3 separate regions of the Mus musculus genome follow, and regions 1 and 3 are each linked to region 2. The links are chromatin contacts, called in public Hi-C and HiChIP or PLAC-seq maps. All regions are on one chromosome and are shown on one strand. Each heading gives the region's core, a stretch centred on a gene start, on an enhancer-like site or on the middle of the called end of the contact. The rest is flanking DNA. Distances are from core to core; before and after follow the strand shown. Region 1 has its middle 7.1 kb from the start of Gm33315. Region 2 overlaps Gm40950 (a long non-coding RNA gene). Region 3 has its middle 45 kb from the start of BB123696.

The links. Hi-C and Micro-C count contacts between places; a contact is called where the count stands out from the background. HiChIP or PLAC-seq counts read pairs in DNA pulled down with a chosen protein or histone mark.
Region 1: a contact with region 2 is called in an H3K4me3 HiChIP or PLAC-seq map of bone marrow-derived macrophages, with 4 times the contacts expected there. The contact joins two enhancer-like sites. A contact is called at or near these places in 5 of 39 promoter capture datasets (the 3T3-L1 cell line, the C10 cell line, the SN4741 cell line and 1 more), 42 of 484 Hi-C or Micro-C datasets (the AML12 cell line, B cells, the HPC-5 cell line and 23 more), 26 of 115 datasets of contacts at active chromatin or transcription factors (CD8 T cells, the HPC-7 cell line, the NIH/3T3 cell line and 19 more) and 2 of 9 other capture datasets (adipose tissue and pancreatic islet).
Region 3: a contact with region 2 is called in a Hi-C map of bone marrow-derived macrophages, with 53 read pairs. The contact joins two enhancer-like sites. A contact is called at or near these places in 5 of 39 promoter capture datasets (the 3T3-L1 cell line, the C10 cell line, hippocampal neurons and 2 more), 3 of 15 datasets of contacts at CTCF or cohesin (CD8 T cells and the NIH/3T3 cell line), 22 of 484 Hi-C or Micro-C datasets (the C2C12 cell line, the CH12 cell line, DN3 thymocytes and 17 more), 36 of 115 datasets of contacts at active chromatin or transcription factors (CD8 T cells, the HPC-7 cell line, T-cell acute lymphoblastic leukemia and 27 more) and 3 of 9 other capture datasets (adipose tissue, liver and pancreatic islet).

The regions. Positions count from the first base shown.
Region 1 is chr13:52,820,181-52,824,153 of GRCm38.p6, forward strand. No RefSeq gene overlaps it. Among named protein-coding and RNA genes, the nearest start is that of Gm33315, 7.1 kb to the right of the region's middle. Within about 2 kb of position 2,226, at least 169 of the 459 cell types and tissues checked have an H3K27ac peak or open chromatin away from gene starts, as enhancers often do. A contact at or near this core is called in adipose tissue, bone marrow-derived dendritic cells, bone marrow-derived macrophages and 1 more, where this site is marked.
Region 2 is chr13:52,960,338-52,964,018 of GRCm38.p6, forward strand. All of the region lies in intron 2 of Gm40950 (a long non-coding RNA gene), which reads left to right. Among named protein-coding and RNA genes, the nearest start is that of Gm40950, 7.8 kb to the left of the region's middle. Within about 2 kb of position 2,209, at least 9 of the 459 cell types and tissues checked have an H3K27ac peak or open chromatin away from gene starts, as enhancers often do. A contact at or near this core is called in adipose tissue, bone marrow-derived dendritic cells, bone marrow-derived macrophages and 1 more, where this site is marked.
Region 3 is chr13:52,710,766-52,714,639 of GRCm38.p6, forward strand. No RefSeq gene overlaps it. Among named protein-coding and RNA genes, the nearest start is that of BB123696, 45 kb to the right of the region's middle. Within about 2 kb of position 1,391, at least 53 of the 459 cell types and tissues checked have an H3K27ac peak or open chromatin away from gene starts, as enhancers often do. A contact at or near this core is called in adipose tissue and bone marrow-derived macrophages, where this site is marked.

The DNA.
Region 1 (3,973 bases), core at 976-3,475, 140 kb before region 2:
CAACGTACCAGGCAGGTAGGAACCCTCGGTGTTCACTTGCTGTGAAGCTGAGAGAAGTGGGCAACCCTCTGGAGGAGGCAGGAAGCAGCCAGGGCCTTTGGGATTGCAGGGTCTTGCTTCTCCACCTGCAAACCCCACCCAGCCTTGGCCAGAGCAAGCCAAAGAACCAATCCGATTAGCACAAAGCATGTTCTTCGAGGTAAGACACCGCCTCTGGAAAGGGGACGTGGGCACTTCCCACATCACATAGCTTTAGGGTATGCAAACAGTTCAGAAGAAAGGAAGCCTTGAGTTCTCTTCCTCAGAAGTTTATTTAGGAAACAGGCCATGGTATTAGCAGAAGTTCACTTGCTGGGTCAGATCATCTTGCCCTGAAAGTCCCAGAACTTCTCTCCAGGCTCCCCTTCTCCCCCCCATCCCCCCCCCACACACACACAAAGAGCTTATAATAAGTAACACTGACATTGGAGAGAACACATAAAACTGCCTACAGCCAGGTAAATCAGAACTTTGCAAAAACTCTGGAACCACTCTTGAACCACCGGGAGACAGCGAGTGTGTGTGTCAGACAGCGAGTGTGTGTGTCAAAGACTTTTCTCTTGGTAGCAACAGGAATGATACCAGACAAGTCAAGGGCTTCCCTGGGGTTCGAAAGCTGCCCACTGGAGAACTTGAACACACTGATCACAGAGGTGAACAGAGAAATGCGTGTATCACTCAGAGATCCAGGAACCTAGATGGACCCTGCCAGATTCCACTTGGCTACTGATGACCACAGCTAAGGGTGGCAGATGTCCCCCACACTGTCTTCCTGACCTAGGGCAGGGGTCCAACTAGGGCTACCCATGACATCATGTCACCCCCACCCGCCATGGTCCATGTCCTCTTCCGGTATCCAGAGAGGACATAATACCACTCTCTCTGGTGGGGACGCTGGGACATAAGAGGAACATTTCTGTCATGAGGAAGACATGAGGACATGAGGAATATCCCTGTCATGAGGAAGGTGTTGGGCAGACAGAGTAGGGGTGGGAAAGCTGGACCACAGGTGCTGGGTCTAAGTACCCCCTCTCCCCAGTCAGTCAATCTAAACCATGTCTGCGCATGTCCCCAACCACCAACATTCTGATTCAGGGGTTGTCATCTCCACTGGGTCCTGTCCCCATGGCTGGCCTGACCTCTCCAAAAGTGGCTAGAACTTCTAGCTAATCTGGGTTCTCGCTGGACCAAAGGCCTTTACACACCCAGGCCCCCTTCTTCCCATTTCCCTGTGGTGGAGGCTGCAGAGGCTTCCGGGTTCTGCTGTCAGCCAAGGCCACCCTTAGAACTACACAGACAAAACGGGGGTAGGTGGTGGTGCTTGGGAGACTGCCGAGTCAATAAACTGCCTCTGTACCCAGGGACCTGAGTTCTACTCTCCAGTGGGCTGGAAGCTGTAAAACCGGACCAGAGAATGAAGCTATACCCTGGTCGTTAGGCACGACAGGAAACGCAGGGTGTCCCTCCAGCCCTGTGAGCCTGGTTCTACTGTCCTCATGGTCCTGCCCTTTCCTGCTGAGGGTTGCTGGCCAAGTGACAGTTTTCTTTGATCCAGGCTACTTTTGTTTGGACTTGTGCCATTCACAACAAAGAATCCTGACACATCATCGTGTCGGGCCAAACTCCCTCGATAACATTAAAAACCTGCCACAGCGTGGCATTTACTTTGCGTCTCTGGTCCCCTGGACTCAGTGACAGCCACCACAGTAACTTTCCACTGTATGTGGGAACATGTCAGGCCTCACCTCAGGACTCTGAAAAATGTCCACCAAAGCCACTGTGTGTTAGTCGTTAGCTTATCAGACAGAGAGGTAGACCTGGCTTTTCAACAGCAAGCTAGAACACAGGTAAAACCAAAACACTGCAGAAGAGAGAGTTCCCACAGGAACCTTCGCGGACCAAACTCCCACACTGAAAAAAAGAAACCCCTGAGTAGGGTTCTCTGTTTCACTCAGTGGCTTTAAAAAAACAGTCGTGAATCGTGCAGGAAAGGTTAAAAAACAAAAAAAAAAAGTCCAAAAAAAAAATGCTTAGCTATTTCTGAAGTGCTTTATTTTGGAATTTCTGCTCTGTTTGAGCGGCCCGTGTTTGTGGGCGAGAATTATGTCACAAGCTAATGATCTCAGGAGGCTGTAAACTTATGGGAAGGAGAAACTTGTGCAAAATGGCCTTGAGGCTGTGGGCTGTGTTGCGTAACAGGCTCCTGAGCACGTGTCTGGGATCAGAGTACCGGGGCTACACAATGTAGCTAGTGTGTCTCCTGCTGACCTTTTCCAAGACAGAATTACAACCATGCCCGCCCCCTGCGCCCCTTCCCTCTCATCCCCCCCCCCCCCCCCCGCACATGTTGCCAATGTTGGATATAGAGAAGCAGAAATGTCAGCTCCCCCACAGTTCCCAAAGGAAGACTTTGAAGTCCCTGGTTGCTGGCAGCCTGGTGGCTTGCCTGCCCAGCTTACTCCTCACCACCGTAAAGGCTGTCCTTTAACACGAAAGCAAAATGTTTTGCTGAAGTACTTCCTGGCATCTGGGATAGGAACAATAGGCACAGACAATAGATTATTTTATACGTAAGAAAAGCAAAAGGTCAGAGGTGGGGGGGAGGGGGGGGAGCCAGGCTGTGAGCGTCATAGCGCTCCATCCGTGCTCCATCCGCGTTTAATGCAGTTGAGCAACCACGCTGGCGAGAAACTGTTACTTAATCCTGCCAGTATTATCCAGAAAGAATGCTTGCGAAATACCAAAGACAAATATGCTGTAATTATTACATGCACACAGAGCTTGTTGAGCATAAACTGTTAGTGTAACATCAACACAGTCTCCCGTTCCACTGGAGTGGACCAGTAATTAGCACCCACAATGTACTGTGTGGGGGTGGGGGTGGGGAGATGGGAGGACAAGAGAGGGCAGTGTTAAGGGGCTCTACAAGCCCGGCACACAGACCTCGTTCTCCATGACACTTCTGCCTGAAAGTACTTCAGGGCCAAGCACCAAGTGTGCATTCTAGAAAATAGGAAGACACTTAGTTCTCTGACACTTCAGAAAGAAGTGACCATGAAACTTAACCAAACCTCTCCTTCCTTTCACCCTCCTTCCTACTTTCTCCTTTCTATATCTTTCTCTTGGTACTCTTCCTTTCTCCTCCCCTTCTGTCCCTCTTCCTTCCTCCCTCACATCCTCTCCCTCTTCCCTCATGTTCCCCTCCCTCCTCCCTCACATCCCCTTCCCTCCTCCCTCACATCCCCCTCCATCCTTCCTCCTTTCCTCCGTCTTTTCCCTCCCTTTCATTTCTTTCCTCCCTCTCCCCTTCTCCCCATAGTTCCTATCCCCCTGTTTTTTGTTTTTTTGTTTTTGTTTTTTTCTAAAAGGGACCCTTGGATGCTATCGCATCTGCACAGGGAACTTTGCCCAAAGTCTGGTGAGTTCATATTCAGGACTGGTCCTATCATGACCAAGCATGGGATGTCAACTCAATAGCCCAGAGGAACTTTTTCCAGAAAGGCAGAGTGTAACACACACACACACACACACACACACACACACACACACACACATACACACACAGACTTTATAAAATATTTTTCAGTATGTGCAAAAAGCTGGAGAAAGTGTGAGACTGAGGTCTGACCAAACAAGGAATAATAACACAGAGACTCCAGGGAAGAGGAAGAAGCAAAGAAGGTCCTCAGATCAAAACTACAACTGGGTGTGGGCCGCTCCCTCAGAGCTCTCCTAAGCAGCACCCTGGCAGCAGAGGAAAGGGGAAGCCCGACGCCTTCAGGAGAAGCAATCAAATCCAAAGACAGAAGAAAGATCAACGGAAAGCAAAGACCTCGGGAGGCCTGGAGGTTCCCTGAGCACACCAACATGAAGGAGGGGAGTCCTAGGAGCGGGTGAGGAAGACGCTTGAGAAGATAGTGGCCAAGTGGATCCC
Region 2 (3,681 bases), core at 959-3,458:
TCTCTCCTTCTACCATGTAGGTCCTGGGGGAGGGGGGGCGGGTCAAGTTCTTGCTGTCAGGCTTGGCAGCTGGTGCCCTTACCCACTGAGCCATACTGCCAACCCCACTCTGTCTTCCAAAGGGACCTTATTCTTAGCCAACAGAGTTTTGGGCTGTCTTCAAACACTGTCTCTCAAAGTCACCTTGCTCTTCATAAGCGGTTGATGTAGCCTTGGATGCACTGGGGACACTTGGCTGAGCAGAAATGTGTTCTGCTCCCCATCAGCAGCCCTGGGGGATCTCTCGCAGGCTGCTCTGTCACCTCCCACAGTTACCTGCTCATCCTTATCTATCTCTGTCACTTCCTGAATTGAGGCTTTCTGTCTGTCCCCTAGAATCCACACTAGCTTCTTCTATAGGGCACCTACAAAGGTTAAGGCCAGCTGTATTTCAAATGTTTTTCTCATGACACCCTACTTCCCCTTTCTAAGACTGTAGTTCATAATCCAGAATTACCATAATCCTCTACTCTTACCGGTATTCTGGGGGCTCAAGTGGCAAATGTTCCTCATTTGAAATTTTCTGGCCCAAGTGGAAATGGGATACAGCCCAGATCCTTGGTGACTAAATAACTTCAATGACTCCTGTCCCTTTCGGCCATCTGAGACTATTAGCAACCCTCCAACTAGGAAGGTTTTCTAGTCTTCAAAATTGACTCTTATAGCTATCAGGTGTTTTGTTTTCTTTTCTTTTGTTTTGTTTTTAAAAATCTAACGGTGTGTGTGTTGGGGGAGGGGGTGAGACAAGAGTGTCTAACTCAGTCTGACCTCAAACCCACAATGTGTCCCAAGAACGGCCTTGAAGTTCTGATTCTCCTGCCTCGGCCTCCTGTGTGATGGATGAGATTACAGGTGTGAACACCCATTCAGGCAGGGTTTATGCAGTACTGGAGATGGAACCCAGGGCTCTGTGCATTCCAGGCAAGCTCTCTATCACATAAGCCACATTCCTAACTTCTAACAAGACATTAAACTTTTTTTCTTTTAAACCAGCAAAATGCCTGTGTGGCAGAAAGGTCTCAGTGGATGAGGGCTCAATTGTTCAGAGGGCCATGTGTGTAGGCAGCCACCAGAATTCACACACAAGTTGAGCTGGTTTTATTTTTTTGAAATAGTTCCTTCTTTGCAGCTAATAGACAAATGCATTATTCAACTATCATACAATAGATAACCAGTCATTTCAACCCCAGCTTCCTGCTGCTCTTCTTCATTCTGATGGGCTCCTGTTATGAAGTCCCTGCTGGCCTTGAATTTGCAATCCTCCTGCCTCTGCCTCCCAAGTGCTGGGATTATAGGTATGTATCACAGTACTTAGCTTTAAGGGCTCTCTTTCTACTTCTCATGAAAAAGCCTTCCTTTGTAGATCCCCTTTGCCCTTCTGTCTTAGTCAGGGTTTCTATTCCTGCACAAACATCATGACCAAGAAGCAAATTGGGGAGGATAGGGTTTATTCAGCTTACACTTCCACATTGCTGTTCATCACCAAAGGAAGTCAGGACTGGAACTCAAGCAGGTCAGGAAGCAGGAGCTGATGCAGAGGCCATGGAGGGATGTTACTTACTGGCTTGTCTCCCCTGGCTTGCTCAGCCTGCTCTCTTATAGAACCCAGGACTACCAGCCCAGGGATGGCACCACCCACAAGGGGCCCTTCCCCCTTGATCACTAATTGAGAAAATGCCTTGCAGCTGGATCTCATGGAGGCATTTCCCCAACTGAAACTCCTTTCTCTATGGTAACTCCAGCCTGTGTCAAGTTGACACACAAAACCAGTCAGTCCACCCTCTGAAGTGCCCCATGTAGGCTCCTACCCTCTCTCCTCATCCAGGCACAGGGCTTGGATCCTGGACACTGTACTGTTCGCTTCTGGGAAAGCTTCTACAAGAGACTGGCATAGTGGTCATTCTTTCTGCACAGACTCCGTTGCTTGTGGTATTGGTCATCAATAGGAAATCCTAGAAATTCATTTTGTGTGTGTGTGTGTGTTCGGGGGTCTCATATGACCTGAAACGTACTAAATAGCTGGGAATGATCTTTAACCCCTGCTTGTATCCTTAAACCATTCACATAGAAAGCAAGTTTTAGGTGCTGGAGAAACGGCTTAGTGGGTAGGAGGAACACATGCTGATCTTGCAGAAGTCTTGAGTTTGGTTTCCAAACTCAGAACTGCCTGTAACTCCAGCTTCGAGGGAACTGAAAGTTCTGCAAAGGTTCCTGCACTCATGGTGTGCACATGATACACATACGCATAATTAAAAATAAGTTAAACCATAGCAGCTGTTATTACACGACTATTGTTCTATTCCCTATCAGTTGTTGATCATCCTGTACTGTGTTACTTTTTTTGTTTGTTTGTATGTTTGTTTGAGACAGGGTTTCTCTGTGTAGCCCTGGCTTTCCTGGAACTCACTCTGTAGACCAGGCTGGCCTCTAACTCAGAAATCCGCCCGCCTCTGCCTCCCAAGTGCTAGGATTAAAGGTGTGAGCCACCACTGCCCAGCCACTGTGTAACTTATAAATTAAACTTTGTATAGGGAACTTTGCAAGTGTAGGGAAGATCCAATCTGTGTCGAGTTGGTCACTTCCTATAGCTTCGGGTATCCACAGGGACTGTAAAAGGTACAATATGATCACCTCCGTAGGGTCAGGGCATGTGATAGGAGCAACTCTAACCAATCAAATCCCACACGGTGAGGAACTGATGAAGACAGGATACACACACAGTGAGGAGGCCATGTGGAGGACCTGTCTGCATTCCAGGGAGGAACTGTCAGCTATCCCTCTCCATGCCTGAGTGTTGGGGTTGACCCACTGGGGAGCACCTTTGGGTGTGTCTGGCTGTGCCTTCCTTTCAATCTGTAGCAACCTAAGAGCTGCCTGTTGGATATTCCTGAGGCTTCTTGGTGCTCTGAGGTGTATAGTCCCTATCTTTTGATAGTCATGCTATACATAGTTGTAAGTCTCCTTGCTTGTGTGTGTGCATGTGTGAGTGTGGCCAGAGGCCAATGTCAGGTGTGCTTCAGGTGTCATCTACCTTATTTTTTGAGACAGGATTTCCTCTCTGAAGCTGGTAATTATCTATTAGACCAGGTCGGCCAGCCAGTGAGCCCCAGAGATCCCTGTGTGCCCTCTTCCCAATAGCTGTGAGACTACTGGCTTGCACCACTGAATCTGCCTTTCTCTTCCTCCTCTTCTTCCCCCCTACTTCCCCTCCTCCTCTTCCTCTTCTTCCTGCTCTTCCTCTTCCTCCTTCTCTCTCCCTCCATCCCCCCCCCCTCTTCTGAGACAGTCTTTCTATGTAATCATGGTGCTCACTATATAGACCAGGCTGGCCTCGAACTCACAGAGATTCATCTCTCTGCATCCCAAGTGCTGGGATTAAAGGCATGCACCCCTATGCCAGACCTTACATCTGGGTTTTCCTGTGGACTCTGGGGATTCAGGTCTTCATGCTTGCATACCAGCCCTTTACCAACTAAGCTCCCTCCCAACCCCATTTTCTATCATTCTGGGGGACTCTGGGGAGCAAGTGTGTGGGGGGGGAGGGCTGCAGGGATTCCTGTTAGCCTGTAACATTAATGCTTGCTTACTGTACAATTTCTTTGGGTCTTCACATATTGATGGGGTTCGTTTGATTTTTAAGGT
Region 3 (3,874 bases), core at 141-2,640, 250 kb before region 2:
AGTGTAGCTGAAGATGTCCGAGGCAGCAGTGACAGAGAGAGGCATAGCAGCGTGCTGTCACCCAGGGCAGCCTATGGACACCCCTTAATCTTTTAGGGGCCTCAACTCCAAGCCAAGGTTCCATGCTACTGTCTTCACCCATGAATAGGATTCCAGTGGCTTTGAATCTGCTGTCTGTAGAGGATGTCTGGGAAACCTGACAGGGCTCAGCTGAGAGGGCCCAAGATCACAGAATTACAGAGAGGTAGGATATCTCAGTCTAGTGACTTCCAAAACACACCCAGGGGGAGAGGCCCTGCCCAGGCCGCCAACATTCAGACCCAGAACCTACCTTATTGCTACCTTATCAGTACCTGAAGATGTCTCTGTACCAAAGATCGCTTGTGTTGGCAACCTTCATGGTAAATACTGATTGTGTTGGAATTGTGTGTCCAGCTGGAGAGGGATCCCCCAGTGGATTTTATCCCTACAAGTATCCCTACAGGTTTTCACATCTTTCTGTCCTGCATCATGGGCACCTTGGGTCTCTCAGGAGTAAAGGTGGCTGGACTTCCTGATGGCCTCTGTCTGTCCGCACCTGCTATTCCTGCAGGCTCACCTCAGTTCCCCTGTTGTTTATCTCTGTCTCAGGGACTGATTCCCTTCTGTGAAGTTCTCTTTCAGACTGGAAAGCCACCCAGAATCCACTCCAGCCCCACTGCCCTTCCCTCCCCGAGGTCAGATTGCACTTTTGAGAATATTGTGGGTCATCTTTCTACTGTCTGATACAGGATTAATCCCTGTCTCCGGTTTACAACGGTCCCTCTCCAATCCCAGCCCATGCCTGTACAAGAACAATGTCAAGTCTGCCCATAACTTAAGTTTTTAAGGATTCCATCCCACACTGATCCGTGTGTGGATAATTATCAGCAGGGCCACAGGAAGGCTGTTGTCTTTTTGCCCCACACCAGGGGCTAGCAGGTCCCGGTCTCAGCCCACATAGGTATTTTGCCTGGCTGCCTCTATCTACCTCTAGGGAAGCTCTCTAGGAAGAGGCCTGTTAATAATTTACCCAGGATGCACTGCAGACCGGCAGGTGGCTGTAAGCGGCAACAAATGTCAGCCATGTGCCCTGAAGGCACAACTGCCTGCCAGGCAGAACTCCCTACCAAACAGCACGGACCTGGGGCCAGTCCACAGGAGTGTGCATGTGAGAGTTCTAACTTCCTGGCTGATGCTCATGGGGCATACTTTGCTCCCAAGGCTGTCCTCCAGCTCAGTAGGCCCGGGAATGTCTCTTAAGTCCTGTCATCCTGTCCTTTTCAGTTCTTTCCTTAGGCAGAGCCCTCTCTAAGTAGTAACAGCATCCTTCTTCCAGCTTTGCACTCATTTCAGAAACGGACACTAGGGGGCAGTCATCAGACATAGCACAGGCCACAGCTGGAGTCCTTTCTTTTTTGACTAGGGCACCGGGGTGACAACACTGAACATGAGCCCTTTACCACAGCCAGTAGGTTCTGTTGCCTGTTGCTGGCAGTCTTGATTCAAGCCAGGCTGGGAGAGAGCTTCCCACTCACGGGTCCCATCCCAGGCTCAGGGTTCACAGCCGCAGAGGGGAGTTAAGTGGGTTTAGGCAAACACACACAACTTGATTTCCACGTTGTCTTCTTCTGGCTCCTATGGGATGCAGCAAAAGAATGGTGTCTGGTTTCAGGGCCATAAAATGGTCCAGCTTAGGCTAACCCTGAGGAGGTAGGCAGGTTGTTTACTGAGGAGCCTCTTGGGCATTCTCTGAGGATGTCACTGGTAATCCACCTTCCCACACAGACGCAATGGCCCAGGACAGTGCTGCGGACATTGAGGGCCAGAACATTCAAGAATAGGACACAAGTCCTACAGAATGGCAAGTTAAAGAGAGACCTCCAATGAGGTTCAAAGGCAGCCTAGTGACATAGCCACTGGGTGACTGACTGCCTCCAGTCTGGTAGTTAGGACTTTCAGAAGCAGAGGACACTTGTGGAGAGAACAGTTAAGGATCCTACGACTGGGAATGGGGGTGAGGGTGGGGTATGGAAATGGCCCCTGAGGAGAGGGACCATGGCCAAATGATTCAAGGCTATGATCCCATATACATCATATACATACACAGGCCTAAGTCTCTAAAGGCAGAACTCTCCACAGGGTGACCAGGTTCTAATTATCATGCAGTCCCTGGGATGTCACCCTTGGTCCCCACTTCACTGCCTGCTCCTCAGACTGGAAAGTGCTGTCCCATTGAAGTCTGGCCAAGTTGGAAACATTCTCAAACCTCAGGCCCAGGTCACAGAAGCAGAGCGTGCTGACGGAGATGTGCGTTCGTGGCTATAGGAACACATGTCCTGTTTGCGGGTGTGGAGTGCCACTGTTGTGAATATATGTGCTGTGGGGCTGTGGGTATGTGTGCATACCTGATGTATGTGCAGGTAGTGAGTGGACCTGTCAGGGCTGTGACTGCCTGTGATGTGTATGTGCACGTGTGAGCTGTGTGTGCCTACAGGGTATAGTCACGGTCGTGAGTGAGTGGGTATATGTGTGGGGGTAAATTATGAGAGAGTGTACCTGCGAGTGTCTTCATGTACATGCGGCTGGCATGTGAGTATGTAGGCAGCAGCATATGAAAATAGGTACAGGCAAGGCTTCTGAGTTGGTAGTCTGGATGGGCTGCTGGTGTCATCGAATGCAGGCTGAAGATCCAGCCTGTGCACACCCAAGTGCAAGACAGGTGTGTCTTGCTTGTTGTCAAGCTGTGTCTTCTTCTTGTCCCTTTCCTCTGCTTCCTGCTGGAGTCAACACATCTGCTCCACAGAACCAGCAGCTCAGCTCCCTGTAACAAGACACACCTTCCTCCCCAGGACTTTGCAGAGCCACAGGAGAACCTGGCCTTATATGAGGGCCAAGGCTCAGGTCTGATGAGACAAAGCCAACACACACATACACATCATACACATATACATACAAATCACACATATACACATCACACATTCACATCATACACACACATACACATCATACACACACATACACATCATACATGCACACACATACACACACATATCCATCATACACATACATACCATACTCATCATTTACATACATGAACACATCATATACACATGTACACATTATACATACCCACATCATACACAAACACATACTCATCCACATACAAATACGCATCACACACACATCATAAGCACACACATACACACCCACATCTCTGAAAACCATGCCCACATACATGCACTCATACACTGCATACTCTTCTACCCACTCACATGCATGTTACACACAGACATCTCAGACATATGTTCATATTCCATGTACCATACACACACAGGACCACAGCACACACACACATGCCACTCCTCAATGTGATACCGAAGCTCCAAGGCCTTTCCTCATCTCCTCCTTGCTGGTCAATAAGATGCCTCCTCTGCCTTCAAGGAGGTAAGACAACACTACGGCTGGACTACCAATTTATGTCCAGCATCCAGCAGGGCAGGTTGCTTTTTGTTTATGGCACTACAGTACCCACCATGGGCCATAGACCCAAGGAAGGGATAAGGTTGCTGGGGTCACTGGTCTCACACCTCTGCCACAGGACAAACTCATTGTGGCCTGCCTACACATCACTGTGCACACATCCATTGGTTGGCTTTATATGTCACTCCTGATGGGCAGTGGAAGTATAAGCTCCACAAGGTCCTACAGGTGACACCATAATCACCACTCAGAGGGGCAGATGGTGTTAGGGGTTTCTCCAGCCAGAGGACAAGTGCATCCTGAATGTCCCAGAAAGTCATGTCCAAAGCTAGCATCTCTGTGGTCCAGGTCTTGCCTAAGAGACTTGCTACAA